Regions from separate parts of the Mus musculus genome. Here region 1 is linked to region 2. The links are chromatin contacts, called in public Hi-C maps. All regions are on one chromosome and are shown on one strand. The core of a region is the stretch at or near the end of the contact, and the rest is flanking DNA. Distances in the headings are between cores, read along the strand shown.

The links. A called contact is a pair of places that touch in the nucleus more often than the background predicts.
Region 1: a Hi-C map of cortical neurons shows a contact between it and region 2, with 2.9 times the contacts expected there. The contact joins the promoter of Gpr6 here to the enhancer-like site in region 2. A contact is called at or near these places in 7 of 39 promoter capture datasets (3T3-L1-derived adipocytes, the HPC-7 cell line, embryonic stem cells and 3 more), 9 of 484 Hi-C or Micro-C datasets (the N1E-115 cell line, cerebellar granule neurons, cerebral cortex and 4 more), 2 of 115 datasets of contacts at active chromatin or transcription factors (both in embryonic stem cells) and 1 of 9 other capture datasets (pancreatic islet).

What each region holds. Positions count from the first base shown.
Region 1 is chr10:41,069,222-41,076,728 of GRCm38.p6, reverse strand. Gpr6 (G protein-coupled receptor 6) reads left to right here and starts at 4,439. Exons shown (of 2, transcript NM_199058.2): 1 at 4,439-4,602; 2 at 5,126-6,752. The coding sequence starts at 5,145. The coding sequence ends at 6,236.
Region 2 is chr10:41,015,074-41,021,608 of GRCm38.p6, reverse strand. No RefSeq gene overlaps it. Among named protein-coding and RNA genes, the nearest start is that of Gm48057, 17 kb to the left of the region's middle. Within about 2 kb of position 4,923, at least 8 of the 459 cell types and tissues checked have an H3K27ac peak or open chromatin away from gene starts, as enhancers often do. A contact at or near this core is called in cortical neurons and epiblast stem cells, where this site is marked.

The DNA of each region.
Region 1 (7,507 bases), core at 3,190-5,689, 56 kb before region 2:
CCCATCCAACAGTTTCTATCTCCCTGACCTGTCAGGACAAGGACCAGAAGCCACCAGATAAACCTTAGACTTTCCAGGAAAGAACTGAATTGCTTGCCTCTAAGAACCAGCTCTCTCCCTCTCCTTCTCCCTCTCCCTTACCTCTCTTTCATTTGTGTGTGTGTGTGTGTGTGTGTGTGTGTGTGTGTGTGTGTGTGTGTGTGTGACTGCAGATGTCCAGAGGTGAGGCAGATCAGCTACAGTTTTGTAAGATTCTAAAGTTTGTCTAAGTGAAGCTCTGATCTTATTAAACCAATCACTTGCAAAGACTTGAGCACTGAGTGGGTACACCTTGCAAGTGGCCAGGAGTGGCCAACGTTTACTACTTCCTGGCGAGGCAATTCTTCTAGACTGAGATTGAATCAAGTGTCAGCCTTCAGCATGGTACAGAAAGGAAGGTGAATGTAGGAAACTAAAGATCTGCAGAAAAGCTTTTGGTTAGTGGGAAAAACCAGAAACTACACTCATGGAGTGACTTGTGGCTGGCTTGCTGCCAAAACTCCTTTCTTGCACCCATTATGAACTGCGTGGTGCTGTCTCAGAACTCACTGTACACTTACCTGGAAGGGGAAGCACATGATTGTCTCCACGATTATTCTCAGACTTGGCTCTACAGGTTGCAAATAAAATTTCTAGGCATCAAATAAAATGCATAGGCATCACTTCAGATCAAATAAATCAATCCCTGGGCAAGAAGTCCAGAGACAGGGGGCTGGGAAGGTGCAGCTTTCCAGGTAGTTCTGACGCACAGTGAGGGTTGAGAGCCACTGAAATAGACTGAGATGAGAAAGATGCTAAGGGGACAAGAGGGGAGGGGGGAATGACAGATGAGACAGACAGAGCAAATTTGCCCATGTTCACACTGGGGAGTGCTGGACTGTGAAGAAGCAGAGGCTACAGTGGGCCTGTCACTGGATTGCTTATAACAATGCTAAACTATGACTGCAAGTAAGGAATCAAAATTCAAGGACTCCCAAAATGTAACCAGGATAAGACAAGCTGGTACCTGAATAATATACTTTGTTACGTACTTTTATCAAGCCCAAAGAATTCACAGGATGAAAACGGACTCAAGGTAGTTCAAAGCTAGGAAGTTTTGTGGTGGAGACATAAAGGGAAGTTTCAAGGCTCCCAGGATGCTGGCTAGACAGACACACAGAACCAGAAGCCAGCCACTTCTTCATGGCTGAGGTCACACCTCACACAGCTTGCTCTTGCTCACTTGTTCACGTCCAACTCTGCTCCTCTCACAGGTCAGTTTGATTTTTTCGTGCCACCTAGCTTGCTCTGGCTGTGCACTCTGTCTAAGGTCCAATGTGAGTGCTCCAACCCTGGCTGATTATCACACATAAGGTCCAGAGCCAGCACCGAATGGCCATTGTTATGTCATCTTCAGGTCAAAGTTTCAAGAGAAAAGATTTTGGTCACCAGTCAAGCAAAGGATGGGTGATCCATGCTCCTCCGATCTGCTGTATGGGACAAGGGGTGGACTGTAGTGGAACATGGTGTGTTATTTACAGGCTGAACATTCTAGTAGACCCTTGCAAGAGCAGGATCTTGTGTATGATCAATAGGTAAGGTAGACAATTAATTATATCTAATATACACACATATAATAACTATAACATTTTTTCTTTCCTATCTATCTCCCAAAAGATGAGATGGGGAGAGAGAGAGTTAAAAGAATGTGTCCTATCTGGTCTCAGACCTACGTCTAAGAAAGAACTCCATGACCTAAAGGCAGTTCACCAACCTTCCTCTGCAGTCATGAATCATATCTCATGAGCCATCTTACCCTGATAGTGGCTTGAATACAATTGGCCCTCATGGATTCATATATTTGAATGCTTAGGGAGTGACATTAGGTTGTGCGGCCTTGCTGAAAGTGTGTCCTTCTCCAGCACCCTGCTTCCTGCCATGATGACAATGGACTAATCTCCAAAACTGTAAGCCAGCCCCAATTAAATGTTTTCCTTATAAGAGTTGCCATGCCAAAACAAAGTCAATGAGATGATAACCAATAATATTCAGCTATACTCTCAGATTGATGCCTAACTCAGTTGTCAGAGAGGTTTCATCCAGCAACTGATGGAATCAGATGCAGAGACCCACCACCAACAAACATTAGGTGGAGTTCAAAAATTCGTGCTGAAGAGGGGGCTGTGAGGATCAGAGGAGCCAGAGGGTCAAGGAATTCCACAAGAAAACCCACAAAATCAACAAACCTGGACTCATAGGGGCTCACTGAGATTTAATTAATAATCAGGGAGCCTGCATGGGTCTAACCTAGGCCCTCAGGATATCTGTTATAGTTGTGTGGTGTGGTGTTTTTGTGGGACTCCTAACAGAAGGAGCAGGGACTATTTCTGATGCTTTTGCCTGCTTTTGGGTCCCTTGTCCTCGTGCTTGGTTGCCTCGCCCAGCCTTAATATGAGAGGAGGTGCCTAATCTTAGTGAAACTTGATGTGCCACGTTTGGTTGATATCCCTGGGAGGTCTGCCCTTTTCTGAAGAGAAACAGGGGAGTGGATGGGGAGGGAGGAGGTGGAAGGGAGAAGGAGGAGGTGAGGGACAGAGGGGTAAGGTTAGCTCAGATCCATTCTCTGTAGGCTGGCTGTGAAACTGTAACAGACTTGAACCTCTCCTGCCAGGCATGTGCATCTTTTGGCATTGCAACAGTGTTATCATTTATGATGTTCATGCTTAAGAACCACGTGATCAAGCTCCAAGGGGAAAAAAATCTCACACACACACACACACACTCATAATAAGATTTTGTGTTGGCCTGGCCACGAGTGAGGATTTGAGCCTGTACCAGACAGAATCATTTGCAAACTTTGCAGTCATCGTGCTACGGCAGCGGTTTGACAGTTCAGTCGACAGCTCTGAAGCAAAGTTCTTGGCACTGACATGACAGTCTTCCACTGAAACTCAGAAATGTGAAGCTTCACTGAGTTTTATGTTCATGACAATGGTGGAATGTGTTAAGTCTCAAAACCCCCCAAATGGTGGGTAAATTCATGCATAGCCCAGCATTGGCTGTTGCCATGAAGAACTGGGCATTCTTAGGCATGAGCCATCTCCCAGGTAAGTTCAGGTGCACTGAGGCAGGAGCAGGGGTGGTTTGGGAGGTCCTGTCTATAAAGTAGCCAACACAAGCATCCCTATGCTCCCCCAGACTATGGGCCTGCTGAGTCTCAGTCTCTCTCTCTCTCTCTCTCTCTCTCTCTCTCTCTCTCTCTCTCTCTCTCCCTCCTTTCCTTTCCCCCCTCCTTTATATGCACTGGCTGGGAGGAGGCAAGAAGCACCTACAATGTATGTTGCTTTTTTTTCATGTAATGTGTGAAGGCCACAGCAGTGGCCCCAGTCCAGCCTTGTAATAGCAGTGTGTATTCATTTCTTTTAGAGCCTCTTACAGAGTCAGCTGCGTTAGCTTTTGGCCCAAGTACAGCTATTGGAGATTCTGTCTCGTTACAAAGGAAAGAGACAAATACTTGCATTTTTACTGACAAACCAAAACACCTTTGAACCAAAAGGGTGATTTATCTGGGCTGAAAATAAAACCCGTGCCTACTGAAGTCTTGTGCAGCTGACTTATCACTATTTTGGTCCTATAATTTGTTTTATAAGGTAGTAATTAGCAGGGCAAAGTCTGTTGCCAGGAAAGTAAATCACATTTTGCTGTTTTCTTCTTTTCTAACAAGACACAGACCTTGTCTTCAGTTAAAGAGCAGTTGCAAGGGCACCAGCAAGAAGGGCAGAGATCAGATAGTGGTGGAACCTGCAGGGGAGGGCTCAGAAAGATGACGGGGACGGGGACGGTGGGGGGGGGGGAGGATTCCTCGGGTAAATCTCTGGAAAAAGAAACGGTTTCCAGTCTTGTCCTTTTATCTTGTCTTTTTTCTCGGCTCTGTGTTTCTTCCCTGGCTATAGCCAAGTGGCACAAACGCTATAAACACTCTTACAAAGAGAACTTCTCTCTCTCTCTCTCCTTTACAGATGCCCCAACCGCCCCTTCTCCGTGGCTTCTTCGTTTCAGTGGTCCTTGGCTCTGGCCTTTGCTATGTGGCTTATTGTCACTCACCCCTCGCCTTCCTTTTCCAGCTCACCCTCTTTCGCCTGGCCTCAGGCTCTCTTCAATCCTTTCTCTCTCTCTCCTCTCAGCCCCATCCCATTCCTGGAGGTATCTGGACTGGTAGAGACTCTGGCTTCTCCTTCCTTCTGGATCTCTCTGAAATGTTTCTGTGAGGGGTGGGGAAATGTCAAGAAGGATTGGCCTGGCGGGTGTGGCTAGTAATGCACTGAAACCAGAACCCAGAGCCTGACGTCACCGGACCCCGCCTGTCAATCTCGGGCAGGCGCGCAGCTCGCAGCTCGCAGCCTGCCATCTCTGCCACTGCCTCTCACTCGCAGCGAAGGTGGCTCAGCGACAGGCGACCAGTACTTTCCTCTTTGACGCGGGGCAGCCTTCTGCAGGCAGCTGCTCGGACCGCGCAGGGAGGATAGCCAGGCACACAGCCGCGGAGCGCATGACCAGAGACTCCCGGGATCCCTGACTCCCCAGGTGAGCAGCGGGCTCCTAAGGGTACTTTGAGCTTCTGGGGAAGGCGAGGGGGTAAAAGGCAGTCCTGGAGTGAGTCCGTCCAGGAGTCAAAGAATTGGAGCAAGGCTTGACCACTGCACCTTAGCAGATTCCCCCCTTAGCCTTTCAATCCCCAGTTCCAGACCTGGGGTCTCTGGCTCTCAAACTTCTCTTTCAGGACCGCGGACAGCGGCTTTGCCCAGCTCAGGCTTGCAAAGAGATGACTCTCTAGGTTGATTTGTTTTAGGGTGTTCATGCATGCTAGTGCGTAGTGGAATCTATCTATGCACCTCTGCCAAAGCTCAGAAACCCCGTATATTCCGTTCATTCATTCACTCAACAGGTGCTTATTTATTGGGGTTCTCACTTTTCCCCCACTTCCCCCACTGCGCTCCGTGCGTGTTCCTGAGGTGAGATAAGCAATTTAAGTGAAGCAGTTAGAGCGGGGAAAGTTCATCGGTAGCTTGGGCAGTGCACCTGACAATCTGCGGTCCCTTTTGTGCAGGGAGCAACATCTAGCGGCGATGAACGCTAGCGCCGCCGCGCTCAACGAGTCCCAAGTGGTGGCAGTAGCGGCCGAGGGAGCGGCAGCTGCGGCTACAGCAGCAGGGGCACCGGACACCGGCGAATGGGGACCCCCAGCAGCATCCGCAGCGCTGGGAGGCGGCGGCGGACCTAACGGGTCACTGGAGCTGTCTTCTCAGCTGCCAGCAGGGCCCTCGGGACTACTGCTTTCGGCAGTGAATCCCTGGGATGTGCTGCTGTGCGTGTCGGGAACTGTGATCGCAGGCGAAAATGCGCTGGTGGTGGCGCTCATCGCGTCCACTCCCGCGCTGCGCACGCCCATGTTTGTGCTCGTGGGTAGTCTGGCCACTGCTGACCTGTTGGCGGGCTGTGGCCTCATCTTACACTTCGTGTTCCAGTACGTGGTGCCCTCGGAGACTGTGAGCCTGCTCATGGTGGGCTTCCTGGTGGCGTCCTTTGCCGCCTCAGTCAGCAGCCTGCTTGCTATCACAGTTGACCGTTACCTGTCTTTGTACAACGCGCTCACCTACTACTCGCGCCGGACCCTGTTGGGCGTGCACCTCTTGCTAGCAGCCACCTGGACAGTGTCCCTCGGGTTGGGGTTGCTGCCTGTTCTAGGCTGGAACTGCTTGGCCGACCGCACGTCCTGCAGCGTGGTGCGCCCCCTGACACGCAGCCATGTGGCGTTGCTCTCTACTTCCTTCTTCGTGGTCTTTGGCATCATGCTGCACTTGTACGTGCGCATCTGCCAGGTGGTCTGGCGCCACGCCCACCAGATCGCTTTGCAACAGCATTGCCTAGCACCGCCCCACTTAGCAGCCACCAGAAAGGGAGTGGGAACTTTGGCCGTGGTGCTAGGCACTTTTGGGGCCAGCTGGCTGCCCTTCGCCATCTATTGTGTGGTGGGTAGCCAAGAGGACCCGGCCATCTACACTTATGCCACCCTGTTGCCTGCCACCTATAACTCCATGATCAATCCCATCATCTATGCCTTCCGCAACCAGGAGATCCAGCGTGCCTTGTGGCTCCTGTTCTGTGGCTGTTTCCAATCCAAAGTGCCCTTCCGCTCCAGGTCCCCCAGTGAGGTCTGAAGGGCTCCTCGTGTTCCCTCACAAACACCACAAACCCAACATGCCAGCCTTTGGTGAGCGTCAAGGTGCCTGCTGATGAACTCTTGAGGTGTCAGTGGTGCAAATCTGACTCTGCTGGAGCAAAGGGACTGAACGTGAACGCAACGAACTGACTCAGACAAAGAGGCTTGTTGGCATTTTACATATACAGTGTATACATGTGTACATATATATACAAATCTTTGTATCTTCTGAGGTGTTCAGGACCTGGAGCTTCCTGTTCTGTGAAAACCAAACAAAATGTGGTTGTATACTCAATCGTACATCACATTTGTCAAGTGAAGACATTCCAATACTGCTTAATAATAGCACTTTATTTTTAGCTGCTGAAATGCCAAGACAGTGTTGCCATCCCCAAGAGCAGGAGAAAGGGAGTCTAAGATGTATTTTTGTTGTATGTGATAGAGTATTTTGCTGCACATGCATCGTAAACTACAACATATTTTGTACACAAATAAACACATTATAAAAATATAATCTTGGCTATGTGGTGGATTTTGGAATTAATTGGAAGCTGAATTGTGAGTGTGTTTGTAAAAAGTCTATTACATATCTATCATCTCCTTCCAGGGATAGCCACATGAAATACCAGATCCGGATCATGGGGTAGGGTAGAGTCATGGAGGGAGTAGCATTCACATATGGCATTCCCAGAACATGAAAAGGCCTGGTTGTTACTGTGCAAGCTAATGTGCTCCCTTGGAGACCAGGTTGGGAGAACATGTTTCAGAGGTCAAAACAATTCAAGTCACATAGGTACAGCTGTAAACTCTGAAGCCACAACTTCCCAGTGAAGCTTTACAAATATGGCAAGGTTATCAACATGGCTTGTTCAGACTGTTGCTAGCCAGGTCTGGTAGCCAGGTATAGTGCCTAATAAAATGAATAGAATTCTACTAAAGAAGGATTCCCAGATCTTCACGAGTTAACTGAAGTGTGTCCCTATGTCCCTTCTACAGAACATCATCTTCCAAACATGCATTAAGACCTTAAACAAGCAAACATTCCTCTTTATCAATAGGTCATGAGAATCAATGCTAAATGGGGCAGGGCTACTGTGAGCCCATATGAAGAAATATGTCCACAAACACATACATATTTGGGAGGTTAAGGAAATATGCACATGTGCATTTGTGCATGGATTTTGTATTTATTGGGTGCTTATTGTATGTTGGGCACAATTCTGAGCCTGGGGATATGGAAATAAAATTAAAAACAAGAAAAAAAATCCC
Region 2 (6,535 bases), core at 3,674-6,173:
CCTTCGGGGAAAGAGCTGGTTTGCTTGCTACTGTTAAACGGATAAAGCTACAATTAGCTGTCAACACCATCAGAGATCTGAGAAAGATAAATTACAGCAGGAAGTGCAATCCAAATGGCCTCTGTATCAATTAAAATGACAGAGACTTACCACTAACTAGATGGTTACCTTATGCTTCCACGGTCTCGATGGCTTTGTTGGGGGGCAAAGGTCTTTAGATACTACACAGGGCATTACACCTCTGGCTGCTGCACAGAACAGCATAGGCCTTTGGCTGCTAGTCCCAGAAGATCCAAGAGATTTTTCCTGTGGAGGAGAAACCTGGGAAAACTGACCCACCTTGATGAGGCAGTCAACCCTACAGTGTCCACAGCATTTGACAGGCAGGGCTCTGATGCTGGGTGAGGCGTGGGACAGTTCTTCTCAGTGGTTAGCACTGCCAAAATCCAGGTAGAGTTGTCTGTGCCCCATGGTCTTCTTTGGAGATCTTAGGGTTGCCTCTAGGAGCTAGAATTTTTGTTTATTACAGGAAACCTTTTTTGTTTTAATTAAACATTTTAAATGCCATATTCAGCAGAAGAATTTGAGAACTATCACATATCAAGCATACCTTATTTGAAACATCCTATACATGCATTTAGTTACCTGCTCTAGACTTAACCTTGAAATACAAACATAGGAAGCTAAACCAAGCTTGTCACTGTAAATACACTGCGTTTGAACGTAGATGACTATGGATAAGTTCTGCTTGACACTGTAAATAAATTGCGTTGGAACTTAGCATGACTATGAATAAGTTCTGAGCACATTAAAAAATTTGGTCATTTATGAGGTGATAGAGCATTAACCTGCATGTCTTAATTATCTTTAACAGTTTACAAGTTAGTAATTTTGATAAAATTAAGATTTAAATTTTATAAAGTCAATTAATGTTAAGTTTGAGCCTTAATAATTTGAGTTGAAGATTTCATTGAAGATACTTTAGCATCAAAAATGAAACTTTAAACCATAAATACAGTCCGTAGAGAAACTGGGAACTTTATCCGTTTATAGTGCACCATTACAGACTGTCACACTCTTGTAAGACTTGGTTTATCCAAATATCCAAAGCTTAATAAAGTTAATAAAGACAAAGAGGGTAGACATTTATCTTCAAGTCAGTAGCTGTTGAGTAGACCTTTGGAATTTATCTGGGAATTTATCTTTTAGAATTTATCTGGTGTTGAACACAGCTCACAAAAACATAAGTAGTTAGATATATACCTCTGTGTCAGCTTCTGAGTTTATCTTCATGAACTTTTCATAACATGAAAATCCATCCTAATCCAATATATTTGGAGACCTGCTGTTGCCTCCTTAATCTAAAAAGAAGATACAGTGATAAACAGAGTGCTCAGTGAGGCTAAGACATTCTATAATTATCTCTTTAGTTGGTTTATACCACATGGTCACCTTAACCAAGATTGTGGTGAAGTTGCAGGTATGTACTCTCTAACCTTAGTAAAAATGGCTGCCAGCCGCACGCTTGCCTCCATCATGATGAGGTCATCAGCCAAGGTGAAGGAAAGCCACATGGTTGCTATTTAAAAACATCAATTTTCCTAAACAAAAATTGAATTTAAGTTTTTAAAAAATGAATCACATAAGATTCAACCTTTTGTTACAAGTATTAAGCTAACTTTTTATTATAGATTTTGCAGATTCTTTAACCACACTTAATGAATTTACAAATCCCCAAATAAAAAAGTATCTACATACTAGTCTTAAAAGACTTCTTGAGAGCAGAATGTAGAGAAATCTTAGAGATAAAAGATTTAGAAGAGTGGAAAATAGGGAGTTTGGGAGTTGTAGAGCAGATAAAACTTAGATAAAAGAGGTTTGGGGATCATTTATTTGTGCGGTGGCAGAAGTGTTAGGATTTGGGGGATGAGTGTGCCAATTTTGGGCCGTTGCCTGAGTTGTTCTGAGACCAAGCTCTTTGCAGTAAGATTTCAAGGCTTTAATAAAAATCCTATGAGTCCAAGGAGGAAATTGATTCTAAGGGGAAAAGGAAAAAGGGTCGTAAACCTGAACTCCTCTGGAAGAGTTCCTATAAGGTCCAAGAGGGAGCTGAGCATCAGAAAACGGGGTTGCAGTGAAGAATTCCACCTATGGAAGGATTCCAGCACCATACTGTAGAGGCCCAGAGAGCATAGAGAACCTGCAGACCATAGCACGAAGCTTGGGGATGGGATGGGGCGGGGTGAGGAACCATGAGGGACAAGGGTCACAATTTATAGGCCCAGGAGGGTGGGAGGGTGTAGCTGTTAGGAAGAGGGGTAACTGTTTTAATAAAGAGCTGCCCAGGAAGAGTAGCAGGCTCCAGGAGCTGAAGAGATAGAGAAGACATATACAGAGTAAGAGAAGAGACACTACGGGTTAGAGAAGGTGGAGGGAGGAAGCGGCTGAAAGAGGCAGATGCCAGAATTTAGAGATTCAGATGCTAGGGGAAGAGAAGCCCCGCCCCCAGGCTGGAGAGGTTTAAGGTAGAGGGCGGGGCGAGAAGTGCTGGGAGGAGCCACTGGTACAGAGTTTCTTTGAGTTTCTCCCAGGTTTCTTTTTTTTTTTTCCCATTTTTTATTAGGTATTTAGCTCATTTACATTTCCAATGCTATACCAAAAGTCTCCCAGGTTTCTTTGGGACTTGACATCTGCCATTCTCATTTCTCTCTCATTAGCCTTCCAATGTACAGAAACTGTTGACCACACAGGCTTGTCACACTCACATGCCAGGTTCTCCCTCCCCTCTGATGACAATAGCTTGTGTCTAGTTGACATGGAACTAACCAGTGCACCTGGCCTGTGAATCCTCCATGTCTCTGCCCCTCCCTGATCATGAAATCTCTGCTTCATCCGACCCACAGTTTCTGCTTTGAAAAGCTTGGTGCTTTAAAGGCTACAGCTACACGTTAATGGAAGTGTATATTAAGCTGTAAAACCCTCCAAATTTGCTCTTATGAATCAATATTTTAATCAAAGTCAATTTTTAAATTAAAAAATTTTAGGCTATTCTAGATCATTTGCATTTCTCTACCATTTTTAAAAATCAGTTTGCCAATTTCTGCAGAATTCCCTTTGGGCTTTTTCCCCTTTCTCCCTCCCTCCCTCCTTCCCTCCCCCATTCCCTCCCTCCTTCCCCCCCTTCCTTTCTCCCTCCCTCCCTTCCTCCCTCCCTCTCTTCCTTTCTTCCTTCCTCCCTCCCTCCCTCCCTCCCTCCCTCCCTCCCTCCCTTCCTCCCTCCCTCCCTCTCTCCCTCCCTCCCTCCCTCCCTCCCTCTCTCCCTCCTTCCCTCCCTCCCTTCCTTCCTCCCTCCCTCCCTCTCTACCTCCCTCCCTCTCTCCCTCCCTCCCTCCCTCTCTCCCTCCTTCCCTCCCTCCCTCCCTCCTTCCCTCCCTCCCTTCCTTCTTTGATTCAGAGTCTCACTCTGTAGCCCAGGATAGCCTGAAACCTGTGCTCATCTTTCTGCTCCAGCCTCCTGAGCACTGAGAGCCCAGGTAGGGTCCACCAGCACACCCAACTACCTCTGATATTTTCATTGTAAATACATTTAGTCTGTAGATTAATTTGGAAAGAATTGACATTTTAAGAACAACGAATCTTTCCACAAACATGGCATAATCTCTCCACTTACTTATCCATTCACACTGAGTAGAAACCGTACGTGGAAGTTGGAATTCGGATCTTTTCTGGTGGAAGGGACAGACAATTTTGTAAGGTGCTTTCATTGTGAAGAAGTTTACAGTCATGAGTGGAAATAACCAAAAATACTGTCTAGTACTCCATGCTGCTAAGTGGTCATGTTTGGTAGCTTAGGATACCAAATGCATTTTCAGCTCCTGCCAGTTTCAACTTGTAGTGGGTTATCAGTGTGTAACTTCTGCTGCAACCAGACCTGTGTGTGAATTCAGACCGATCTGCGTATACTTCACAAAGCTGTGCCAATTTCTGCAGAATTCCCTTTAGAGACCCTTGGGCCACAGGATCTAGGCCAAGCTGTTGGAGGCAGCTGACTATTCTTGCCAAGTGTCACTGTTCTGCCCACCAGCCCTCTTCCTGTCAGCTCACCTTCAAATGTCCCAATCCTAGGATGTTTTAGAGTCAGAAACCTTGTGACTGGAGGCAATCCATGTCACCTCTCAGTGCTTCGGTTTTCATCTGTAAAATGAGAATAACTATAGCAATTTTTCGGGGCAATTATGAAGGTAGAAAGAGGAGTCACCTAGAAAGAGTGTCGACAGGCCTGTGTCAGTGAGTATGACCATGGCTACAATTTTGCAGAGTGGCTCGTTCTTGAGGTGGACATTCACACTAATCCTCCCTGCCCTGTTAAGGAAGGATTCCTCACTTTCCCTCATCCAGACTGGTGTGTCAGGGTTCTATTCAAAATCTCACTTCCCAAAGGTCTGCTGCCCGTCTCCTCTGCAACCCTTCTTTACCTCACTTAGGCTCCACAGCCTCCAGCTGCTGAGGGAGCAATGACTCCCACAGGCAACTGCTCATCCACACCTGCAGGCAGGGCCACATGACTCCTGCTGCAGGCGACCCCTGGCTGTGCTCAGGCAGAGCTGTCCAAGTAAACATATGCTTCAAATGCATGCACCTGGGGTCCTCACAGCCCCCTACTTCCTGGTGTGTTAGCATTCCAGTCGTTTGCTGAAGTCACAAGGTTAGCCCCATTGGCCCATGAAACCCCACTCCAGCCAAACACTTCTTGAGGTTGTGCTGTGCCCAGATCAGCATTTAATCACGTTTCCATCACAACACAGTGAGAAATGTGTGACTGGCCCTTAGCAACAGTCTCTCCAGAAAGCTAGCCCTATAGAGAGCTTATTAAGTTAGCCGAGCACACGTGAGGCACAAGCTAAAAACAGACGTGTGCTGCCTGGAACCTCATGCGGCACATGGCCGAGCTGGGAAGGGAAGGGATAGGGCTTTGCTGGCAAATGAGGGCAGAGAAATGAGGAGATGCAGGCCCAGGTTCCTGAGGTCACTAAGCTATCTCAAGGGCTAAAGACCCCTCCCCTCACCCAGCTCAGACTGTCAACCAGCTGCTCTCAGGTCCCCATGCTGGGAAGCCCTCTGTGATCCCCCACAGCTCCTTTGTGTCATTTAGGACCCAAGAAAGAGATCTACCTGGAACTGCCTGCGAAGGAAGAATTAAAATTTAACACTTATTTTTTTTTTCCAGCAAGCTCAGGACGCACCATGATGCAAATATATTCTTGTCAGATGAGGCTAGTCAGACTGGTAATCCCCATGCTCAAACAGCTGAGGCAGGATTATTGTGAGTTCAGGGCTAACCTGAGCTACAGAGTAAAACCTTGTCTCAAAAGGGATGGGGCAATGGAGTTGTGGCTCAGTTGATGGAGTGTTTGCCTAGCATGCCTGAAGCCCTGGGTTCGATTCCCAGCACTGCATAAACTGGACATGGTAGGGAAGACCTGTAACCCTGAACTCAGAAACTCAAAGCATAAGAGTCAGAAGCTCAAGGTCGGTTCTTGGCTACATAACTAGAGGAAAGTCAGCCTGGTAAACATGAGATCCTATCAGAAAAAGAAAAAAGTTCTGGGGGCTGAAGAATGGCTCTGTAGTTAAGAGCACTTGCTGTTCTCCAAGAGACTGTAAGAGCATGTCAGCTCACAGCTATCTGTAACTCCAGTTCCAGGGAATCTGACACCCTCTTCTGGTCGCCACTGGCACTGCATATTTGTGGAGCAGGTGCAGGCATGCACACATGCATGAATAAAAAAATGAATACCTCCGAATGCCCTATGTAGTGCCCTGGACACGCCCCTCCATGGCCTCTCTCCTGGTGAAATATGATTGAGCGTTTGCTCCTCAGGCAGGGGGCCTGATGGTGGTCCTGAAGATGACCAGACTGCAGAGTTTTGCAGCCCCCTCTTCACATTCTGCTGCACACACATGTGCCCACTGCAGCTGGTGAAGACCTAGACATTTCATCTGGTGACAATTGCCAATGACTTCAATGCAGCACACCAAATGCTCTAATGGAAGCAAGCAAAGCTGTTGGGGCTGGTTTTGTGTGCTGTGTATTAGCTGCTGAGTTCTGGGCCCCAAGATCAGGTTGCAGTCTGGACATGGGCATTGTATTGACCAATGTGCTATAACCACGAGGAGAGAGGAGAGAGAAGGAAGTCTCTGTGAGGCAGGATAGATTATGAGCACATGGCCAAGAGAAAAATCACCTTAAGGACACACCTGGAACAGAACCAGATGCAGATGGTGAATAATGGGGCATTTATCTGATTATTGACAATCCAGCAGCGTTAAAATAGCTCAGAATCTGCCCAGCACAGTGGCAACAGCTTGTAAACAAAATACCAGGTTTCTGTGTCTCTTATTTGGGAGCTAAATGGGATATAGAGTGTAGCAAACCCCTCCCCCATAAAATTCATTTAATACAAAGCCGTCTGGATTCAGAAGGAAGGAGGGATGACCCAGACAGGAAACTGGAAACGGCTGCATGGAAGACTCT